Regions from separate parts of the Pan troglodytes genome. Here region 2 is linked to region 1. Evidence: chromatin contacts called from public HiChIP or PLAC-seq data. All regions are on one chromosome and are shown on one strand. Each heading gives the region's core, a stretch centred on a gene start, on an enhancer-like site or on the middle of the called end of the contact. The rest is flanking DNA. Distances are from core to core; before and after follow the strand shown.

Region 1 (4,106 bases), core at 447-2,946:
AGTCCCAGCTACTCAGGAAGCTGAGGCAGAAGAATCGCTTGAACCCAGGAGGCAGAGGTTGCAGTGAGCTGAGATCGTGCCATGGCACTCCAGCCTGGGCAACAACAGCGAGACTCTGTCTCAAAAAATAAAGATAGCGTCACTTCTACCAGTGTCGACAAATGTTTAGGGCTATGGATCCTCAACTAGCCTGAATGCAAGACTAAAATATTCCTGAGCCTGGTGCAAGGTTTAATGGAACTTTTAACTCATCTGTTTCAGAAAAGGTAACAAGGCTAAAATATTAAGGAGTCCTAGCCTGATCTGACACATCTTGTCAGGTGTTTCATAGCACTCTGAGTAAGAGTTTTGGGAAATTAATAATAGTAATAAAAATCTTGTGAAAGGGCTCAAGGTGTTGCAATCCTCATCACCTATGAGCACCAATTCTGCAGCTGTTTTGCACATAACTATAAATTATGATCTAGTGTCTACATACATAACTTCCCCCACATTCCTGCAGGGGTCTCTTTTCCTGCTCAATCTCAGGAGCAAGCTTTAATTTTAAGACCCATGAATACTTGAACAAATTCAGGAGTCAGTTTGACACATCATTTTATATTTTTCTGATGACAATTTCTAGTTTACTTTTTTAAAAAAGACACTATTTTAAAAATACTTTGGGATAGGTTTGAGTCGTTGTGTTTGCTTCCAGTCAGAGAACTTCCTACAAAACTGAAGATATAAAGTGCTGATGCCCGGGCGTGCCTGCGTTCGTTGGGGGCACGACGTCATCGTGGGAAGCGTGTACTTTTTCGGATTACTGCTTGGCGGATTAGAAACCCGCAGATCAGTTCTAGGTTAGCCCTGATTAACTGCCCTGGGTGTTTCTGGGCCAGAGGGAATGTCTGCTGGATTCAAACCAATATTCGTTGTAAGACAAAAGAGTTAATTTGTACTTTACCCCTATCCAGGCTAATAATGAAGGTACCGGGAATGATCTGGAATGTTAACTGGTGCCCGCAATCGCGTCTGCTGAACCTTCTGCCCCCACGATTCTGTCTGCCCACATGCTTCTGTCTATCAGCCCCGGCCTCGGGATCAGCTCTCGCCGCGTCATTGGTTGGATTTCAGGAAGGGAGAAGCCCACGATTTAAAGGGCTCCTTTTGCACCTGCCAGACATCGTCCGCATGGTCCAACTTGCCTTTGGCACGTATCTGGAAGAATCTCCTGCGCTGTTCGTTTATTGCACTGACTGGTCAAAGGAAAGAGTGTTCCCTTAGTCACCTTGACAATTTCCAAAAGCGAAACTTGCGCTCTAGACTAGATCTACACTGAGTCTGCGGGGCGCGGAGTCCCTGCCCAGGTCAGTAGCGCCGGCCCGGCGGGCGGGCGGGGACAGGGGCGGAGCCTAGGCCAGGCGTGGTCTTCCGTGGGAGGGAAGGAAAGTCTTTGCCCCACCCCCTAAAAACTGCTCTTCTGCCAGCCAATCAAGGAAGCCTATGCAAATAGGGGCCCTGTCGCCCCGGTAACCATGATGCACGGCAGCCAATGGAAACCAGTAAGTCGCGGCCCTGCTCCATGATTGGGACTGAAGTAAGGAGGTAGCGGCCCAATGGGCTGTGGGAACGGTCCTCGGCGGGTTGAGGGGCGGGGATATGCAAATATGGTTTGAAAAGCCGGCGGGAAATCCGAGTTTCGCGGGAGGACCTTGGCGCGTAAACCGTATCCCTTCATTCATTGTCAGCAGCAGCTTCCTGGAGCCATTTTTCAGCTGCCGGCCGCAGCACCCGGGCTGCCGCCGCCGCCTCGCAATCCGTTGCATCGGCCGCCCCCGACGCCTCCATCCCCGCTTGGGGCCCGATATCCGTGCGGCCGGGACCCTCCTCTCTCCAGAGCCCCGATTATTTTTGGCCCCCGGGGCCTGTGCGGTGCGGAAAAATAAAAAGAAAAGAGAGAGAGGGGGCTCGGAAGCGCCGGGCGGGGAGGAGAGAAGGAGGAGAGACTTGGAAACTCCGACTGCAAATAATAAAGAAATTGAAAACAATACATTAATATACCATAACACTAAAAAGAGCAGGAGCGAGAGATGAGAAAGGGGATCCAGCCCGCTCTGGAGCAGTACCTGGTGACCGCCGGGGGTGGGGAGGGGGCGGCTGTCGTCGCCGCCGCCGCTGCAGCCTCCATGGACAAAAGGGCACTGCTAGCCAGCCCCGGCTTCGCCGCCGCCGCCGCCGCTGCCGCCGCCCCGGGCGCGTACATCCAGATCCTCACCACGAACACTTCCACCACCTCCTGTTCCTCCTCCCTCCAAAGCGGCGCCGTAGCCGCCGGCCCCCTCCTCCCCAGTGCCCCCGGCGCGGAGCAGACCGCCGGCAGCCTCCTCTACACCACGCCGCACGGACCCTCCAGCAGAGCCGGGCTGCTGCAGCAGCCACCAGCGCTGGGACGCGGCGGCAGCGGCGGCGGCGGCGGCCCTCCGGTAATACCCTCCCTCCCCACCGTCCCCAGCCCCGGCGGGAGGTGGGCTCGCACCGCGCGGGGTCGTGGGCGCGCTGCGGGCCGCTCGGGGAGAGCACTGGGCCGAGCATCGTGGGCCTCGGTGGCTGCCCCTCCAACGAGGGTTCATTGTTAGACCTGAGTGCTCTTCCCGGCGCCAGGAGGGTCGGGGGGCTCGGCCAGGCGCGCGGGGCGGCGGGGATTGCCTTGGCGCGAACCACATCAAACACTCCAAAACTTTTCGCGGCCCCCCCTTCTTTTCCTGCACTTTTCCCTACCCCCACTCTCCCTTCCCCTCCAACTCGAAGCTTCCTCTTTCTCGGGCGTAGGAAGGGGTCACGCCCCGGATGGAGAAGGGGGTGGGGGAGGGAGTAGTGAACTGGGGTGTGGGGGGCTCTGAGGGGTTGAAACCGGGGGACTGTTGGGGTGCTAGCCCCCAGTCGGCCTTGGAGGCTCGTTGGCGGCCGGGGGTCCCTGCGGCGTGCTCGGAGCGCAGGGGATCGGCGGGGCTGCGCTTGACACATTTTAGGATCTGTAACTCCCGGCAACAAAGGGGCTGGGGGAGGTGGAGGGGAGTCGGGCGTGGGGGAGGTGGGGCTGGAAGCCGGGTGCGGACTGGGGCGTGGGCTGTCTGGGGTGAGGGGCTCGCGGGCTGGCGCTCTGGCCTGGGCGCATCCTGGCAGTGGCAGCGGCGGCGCCCGCGTGGCCCGAGCGCCCAGGCCTTCCTCGCCGGGCCCCGGGCCTGCCCTTGACCCGCCTCTCCCCTTGCCCCTTCCTTCCCCGCCCTGTCCCCCTCTCCGCCCCCCGGCGACGGAGGGCGGGGGCAGCTGGGTTCCCGTCCCGCCGCCTGGGTCTGTCCCTCTCTCCGGGACCCGCCGGTGACGTTTCGCACACGTGCGCGCAGGACGCGCCTGTGACTGGGGAGGAGGCGGCGGCGGGAGGGGGCGCTGGAGGGGGAGAGGGGGGCACCCACTTCCTCCTGCTCGCCGGCTCCCTGGCCTGGGACGGTCCCGGCGCCCTCGCACCCGCCCCCGGCACCGCCACCCTCCCTCTCCTCTCCCCACCCCCCCACCGGCGCCCGCCCTCGCCCTGCGCCGCCGGTCTGTTCGGCCCTCCGGGCCCCCTCTCCAGCCGGCCCCCCACCTCCCCCCGGAGCCAGGCTGGTTTCGGAAATGCCCTTACAGCAGCAGGTTAGTGACCGGGACGGCTCGGGGGCCGCCGACGCCGCGGGGGCACCGGATTCTGTTGGGGGCTGAAGCGGTGAGGGTAGGCGGTTGAGCGGGGTTTTGGAGTGGGAACGGGGGGTTGGGTGCTCGAGGGAAATGAGTAAGCAAGAAAAATCTAACTAAGTAAATGCCCCGGCCTCCGGTTCTAGGAACCTCGGGGCGGGAGTGTCTGCCCCAGGGGGTGGGTATGGTGTTTACGTGGATTTTTTTTCTAGGGGGCGGATGGATGGGCGATAGAAAACCGGAGGGGGCTTCTCGCCAATGGCCGAGTTGAGCTCTGTTTTCTGTCTTCCTTCCCTTGTGCTGGAGGGGGAGGGGGGCGGGTCAGAGGGTAGGGTGTCTGTAGGATTCCCAGGCCACCCGCCACCCCCTCCCTTTGTCCCTGTAATTTATAAAGCGCC
Region 2 (4,106 bases), core at 412-2,911, 130 kb after region 1:
CATCACCAGCTTCACTCTCTCTGCTTTTACACTGTGGAATAATTCATCATTTCAGGCCTCCTTGCTTTTGCTCTGGCTGACTCTTCAGCTTGGAATGCCTTCATCTATTTCCCTTACTTCACCTTTGTGTTCCTGTGCATTCATCTTTCATAGTGATTGCTATTCTCTACTGAAATGAATTTTCTCAAAAGAGCCTGCAATTGCAATAGGCAGTACTTTTTTTCTTTCTTTTTAGCTCTAGCATCTATCACAGTGCTTGTGGTCATGGGGTACATACTCAGTAAAATTTCCTTTACTGAACTCAACTAGATCTTGGGGGAAAAGGGGTGGAGTCATTCATTCATTCATTCATTCAACATATGTTTATTGAGAAGCTATAAACATAGGCACAAGGTTATGTGCTAGGTAGTGCGATTACAACCAAGAAGATAACCCAGGGCCTACTTTTGGTCTAGTGAAAGAAATGGAATTAGATGGGTATGGTGGTGTGCACCTGTAGTCCCAGCTACTTGGGAGGCTAAGGCATGAGAATCTCTTGAGGCTAGGAGGGAGAGGTTGCAGTGAGCTGTGATGGTAACACTGTAATCCAGCCTGGGTGACAGAAGAAGACCCTATCTAAAAAAAAAAAAAAAAAAAAAAAAGTAGGGCAACATAAATACACAATTTTAATTTAGGTGGGTAAAGACAACAGTGGACCCCAGGGCACAGTTTAGATTATTTTATGGATATGGATAAACAGAGAAAAGGGTGTTTTTTTTTTTTTTTTTAATCTATTTTAGAGACTGGGTCTCACTGTGTTGCCCAGGCTGTTTTCAAACTTCTGAGCTCAAGTGATCCTCCCACATCAGCCTCTTGAGTAGATGGATGGCATTTTAATTAGATGAAATTGTACTAGGAAAGGCATTTGCAAAACAAAGTAATTGCCCCAAATCACTATGAAACCCTAAGTCAGGCATAAAACTCACGATTTCTGACCCTTCTTCATGGCCTATTGCCTCCTATTACCTTTACTTTTTCAAGTAAAGATATTCTTCTGGTAAACACATGGTCAAATACAGTGTCTTGGGTAACGAATAGTAAAGTGAGATAACATATGTAGAGAAAGCGGGTGAGAATCCGTACTCCATAAAAGTATTTTCTTTCCATAGGTGTCTGCTAAACTGCCATCTAAGTTTTCCAAAACAAAAAACAAAAACACTTGTGTGGTGCTCAATGATGTATATTAAGTGAAACCTACCAACTGACCTTTATCCTTTCCTTCCTGTTTTTTAAATATTAAAGAAGAGACCTCTTTTCACAAATGATTGAGGAGGCTAGTAAAACAGTGAAAAGAGCAAGTTCTTTGGGAGTCAGACAGTATCGGATCCAGCCCAGAGCGCAGCACGACTAGTAGAGTAACTTAGATTAAGTCCTTAAACTTCCAGTGTCCTCTTTTGTAAACTAGGAATAATAATAATAATAAATAAATAGTGAAATAATATTTATGCAAAGTACTTAGCACAGTGTCTAACACATAAAAGCTTAGGAGAAGTTGGCTATTAAGCATTTCTAGGAACCCGAGGACTCAGGGTTGTTATTTTAGTTCTTGGAATCAAAGGAACTTGAAGCGTAGTCATTCCTAAACTAAGTTAAACCAGAACTAGCGCTTTCAGCAATGATGTAATTTGATCTCTTCGGGCCACCGTCGCTGAGCATGCGTAAATAAACGTGGCGGGACGTATGTGTCATGGCGCTCTCCATCTAAAGTCTGTGCAGCTTCCGGAGAGTGGCGGGTTGATTTTCTCACTTTGGACTGGTTTTTACTTCCAGACTTCTGGGTAAGGGTGGCCGATGGGTCCATGTGGGGCAGAGTGTGGCCACAGCTCCTTTTATGGCCAAGCCTTGTTTCTCCAGTTTCAGTTTTTCTTGGGCTGTTTGCAAATTTGTTTCGCAGTTAAAAGGGGATTTGCCAGCTGGGATGGGGGAATTGGGAGGCAGATGGGGCTTCCAGGAGCGAGGATAGGGTCGTTGGCCTCAGGTGCCGCTCTCCAGTTAGGAGTATTTTAGGCACCTCGTTCCTTATTGTCAGGTTTAACTTCATTTGTTCTCCCACTTTATACCTTAGTGAATTTGTAGATGTGACAAGGCTTTCGCAGTTACATAGCTTTCCCAGATCAGTATGTTAAGAATTTAAGCAGAAGTTATTGAGAAAAGCAGGTGTCTTGCTTTTTCACTTTTCGTTCTTATTTGCTCATAAAACCTTTTTCTGAATCTCGGGACGACAGTTATCTTTCGGATGGAACGTGATCTGGATGTCTACCTACCTTATTGACTTAATCCTGTTTTGTAGTGGTTGGTTACTCGCACTATGCAGACGTGTTGCGGTGCTGAATACAACATTTATTACTAAAGCCAGACACTGGATCACAGTCACGGCAGATGTCAGCAAACCTGTTGTAATCAGTAAGAAGTTACAAGTAGTATGGAGCATCATTAATCCTGCTGTATAAAGCAGTCTTTTATGGAGTCTGATTCCTTTTAAGTAAAGAATCCTTACAGTGGTTTTGTGAACTTTTTGGGTGCTTGCTTTTCCTAATCAATTTTTATTTTCCAGACTCATCTTTCAAGAGGACTTTAGACTAATTGCAGATAATTAAGGTACTGATTTATTTTAAACCTTTTATGTTTGAGTGCTGTGCGTATTTTTGCATGTTAGAAAATGCAGAGAGGTAGCCTAATGTTTTAGCTATTTGCCACTATCGTGTTATGGAAACATTGTGCTTTACATAGCATTAAATCGAAGAGATATTTTCATTTATTTTACTTAACCTTTCATTTTCATTCACCAGCATTGACCATGTCCACTTTTTTGAGATGCCCTTTTCATTTGCCTTCCATGGCCCATGGATTTTTTTCCTTGTCTGGTGGCTGCTTCTTGGAATCCATTATAAGCTGATTTTCCTTTATCTGGCAGTTAAATTTGGAGTCTCTCAAGTCGTGGTCTTGTACCTTCTCCTACCTCTGTTCTCTTTTTCTTCCCCTCTGGGTGATGTAATCCACATGCCTGTCAACAGTTATTTCTCTTTTTGATTCTACCCATCCTAATGGGTATGAAGTGGTGTATTATTGTGGTTTGGATTTCCGTTTCCCTGATGGCTCATGATGTTGACATCTTTTCATGTGCTTATCAGCCATTTGTATGTGTGTGTTTTTGAGACACGGCTTCCCTATGCCACCCAGGCCAGAGTGCAGTGGCTCGATTACGGCTCACTGCAGCCTTGACCACCTGGTCTCAAGTGATCCCACTTCAGCCTCCCAAGTAGCTGGGACTACAGGTGCATGCCACCATGCCCAGCTAAATTTTACTTTTTTTTTTTTTTTTTTTGTAGCGATAGGGTCCGTGTTGCCTAGGCTCTGGCCTTGTACTCTGGCCTGAAGTGATCCTGCCACCTTGGCTTCCCAGTGTTGGGATTATAGGCATGAGCCTCTGCACCTGGCCCATTTCTGTATCTTCTTCATCTAATCTGTTTTTCCTTTTGTTGCTTGTGCTTTTCGTTTCTTAGCTAAGAAAGAAGGGCCTACTCTAACATCATAAAGATTTGTGCTTATGTTTTTTTCTAAGAGTTTCATAATGTTAGCTCCTAAATTTAGGTCTATGATCCATTTTCGGTTAATTTTTGTATATGATGTGAAATAGGGCTCCAACTTTATTTTTTACATGTTGCTATCCAGTTATCCCAGCGTCATTTGTTGAAAAAAAAACTATGCTTTCCCCGTTGAATTGTCTAGGTTATGTATATTTGACATACATTCTAGGTGGTTTTTATGAAAGAATAATTCTGGGACCGTGATTATCAAACTTTAATTCAGATCAAAATCACCTAGAGGGCCTGTTAAATATTGCTAGGTTTTACTCAAAATATCTGATTTAGTATGTCTGGAGTGGAGTTCAAGAATTTTCATTTCTGGCTGGGCATGGTGGCTCATGCCTGTAATCCCATACTTTAGGGGCCAAGATGGGAGGAGTTTGAGACCAGCCTGGACAACAAAGCGAGACCTTGTTTTTACAAAAAAATTGAAAAAGAAAAAATGTTCATTTCTAACAAGTTCCCCATGGTGCTACTCCA

The links. HiChIP or PLAC-seq counts read pairs in DNA pulled down with a chosen protein or histone mark.
Region 2: a contact with region 1 is called in an H3K4me3 HiChIP or PLAC-seq map of stem cell-derived excitatory neurons, with 3 times the contacts expected there. The contact joins the promoter of CDKAL1 here to the promoter of E2F3 in region 1. A contact is called at or near these places in 3 of 7 Hi-C or Micro-C datasets (blood, induced pluripotent stem cells and stem cell-derived neural progenitor cells) and 1 of 1 datasets of contacts at active chromatin or transcription factors (stem cell-derived excitatory neurons).

The regions. Positions count from the first base shown.
Region 1 is chr5:26,346,237-26,350,342 of NHGRI_mPanTro3-v2.0_pri, forward strand. E2F3 (E2F transcription factor 3) reads left to right here and starts at 1,697. Exons shown (of 7, transcript XM_016954978.4): 1 at 1,697-2,462. The coding sequence starts at 2,070.
Region 2 is chr5:26,478,694-26,482,799 of NHGRI_mPanTro3-v2.0_pri, forward strand. It overlaps CDKAL1 (CDK5 regulatory subunit associated protein 1 like 1), which reads left to right and starts at 1,662. Exons shown (of 16, transcript XM_016954980.3): 1 at 1,662-1,817; 2 at 2,594-2,637.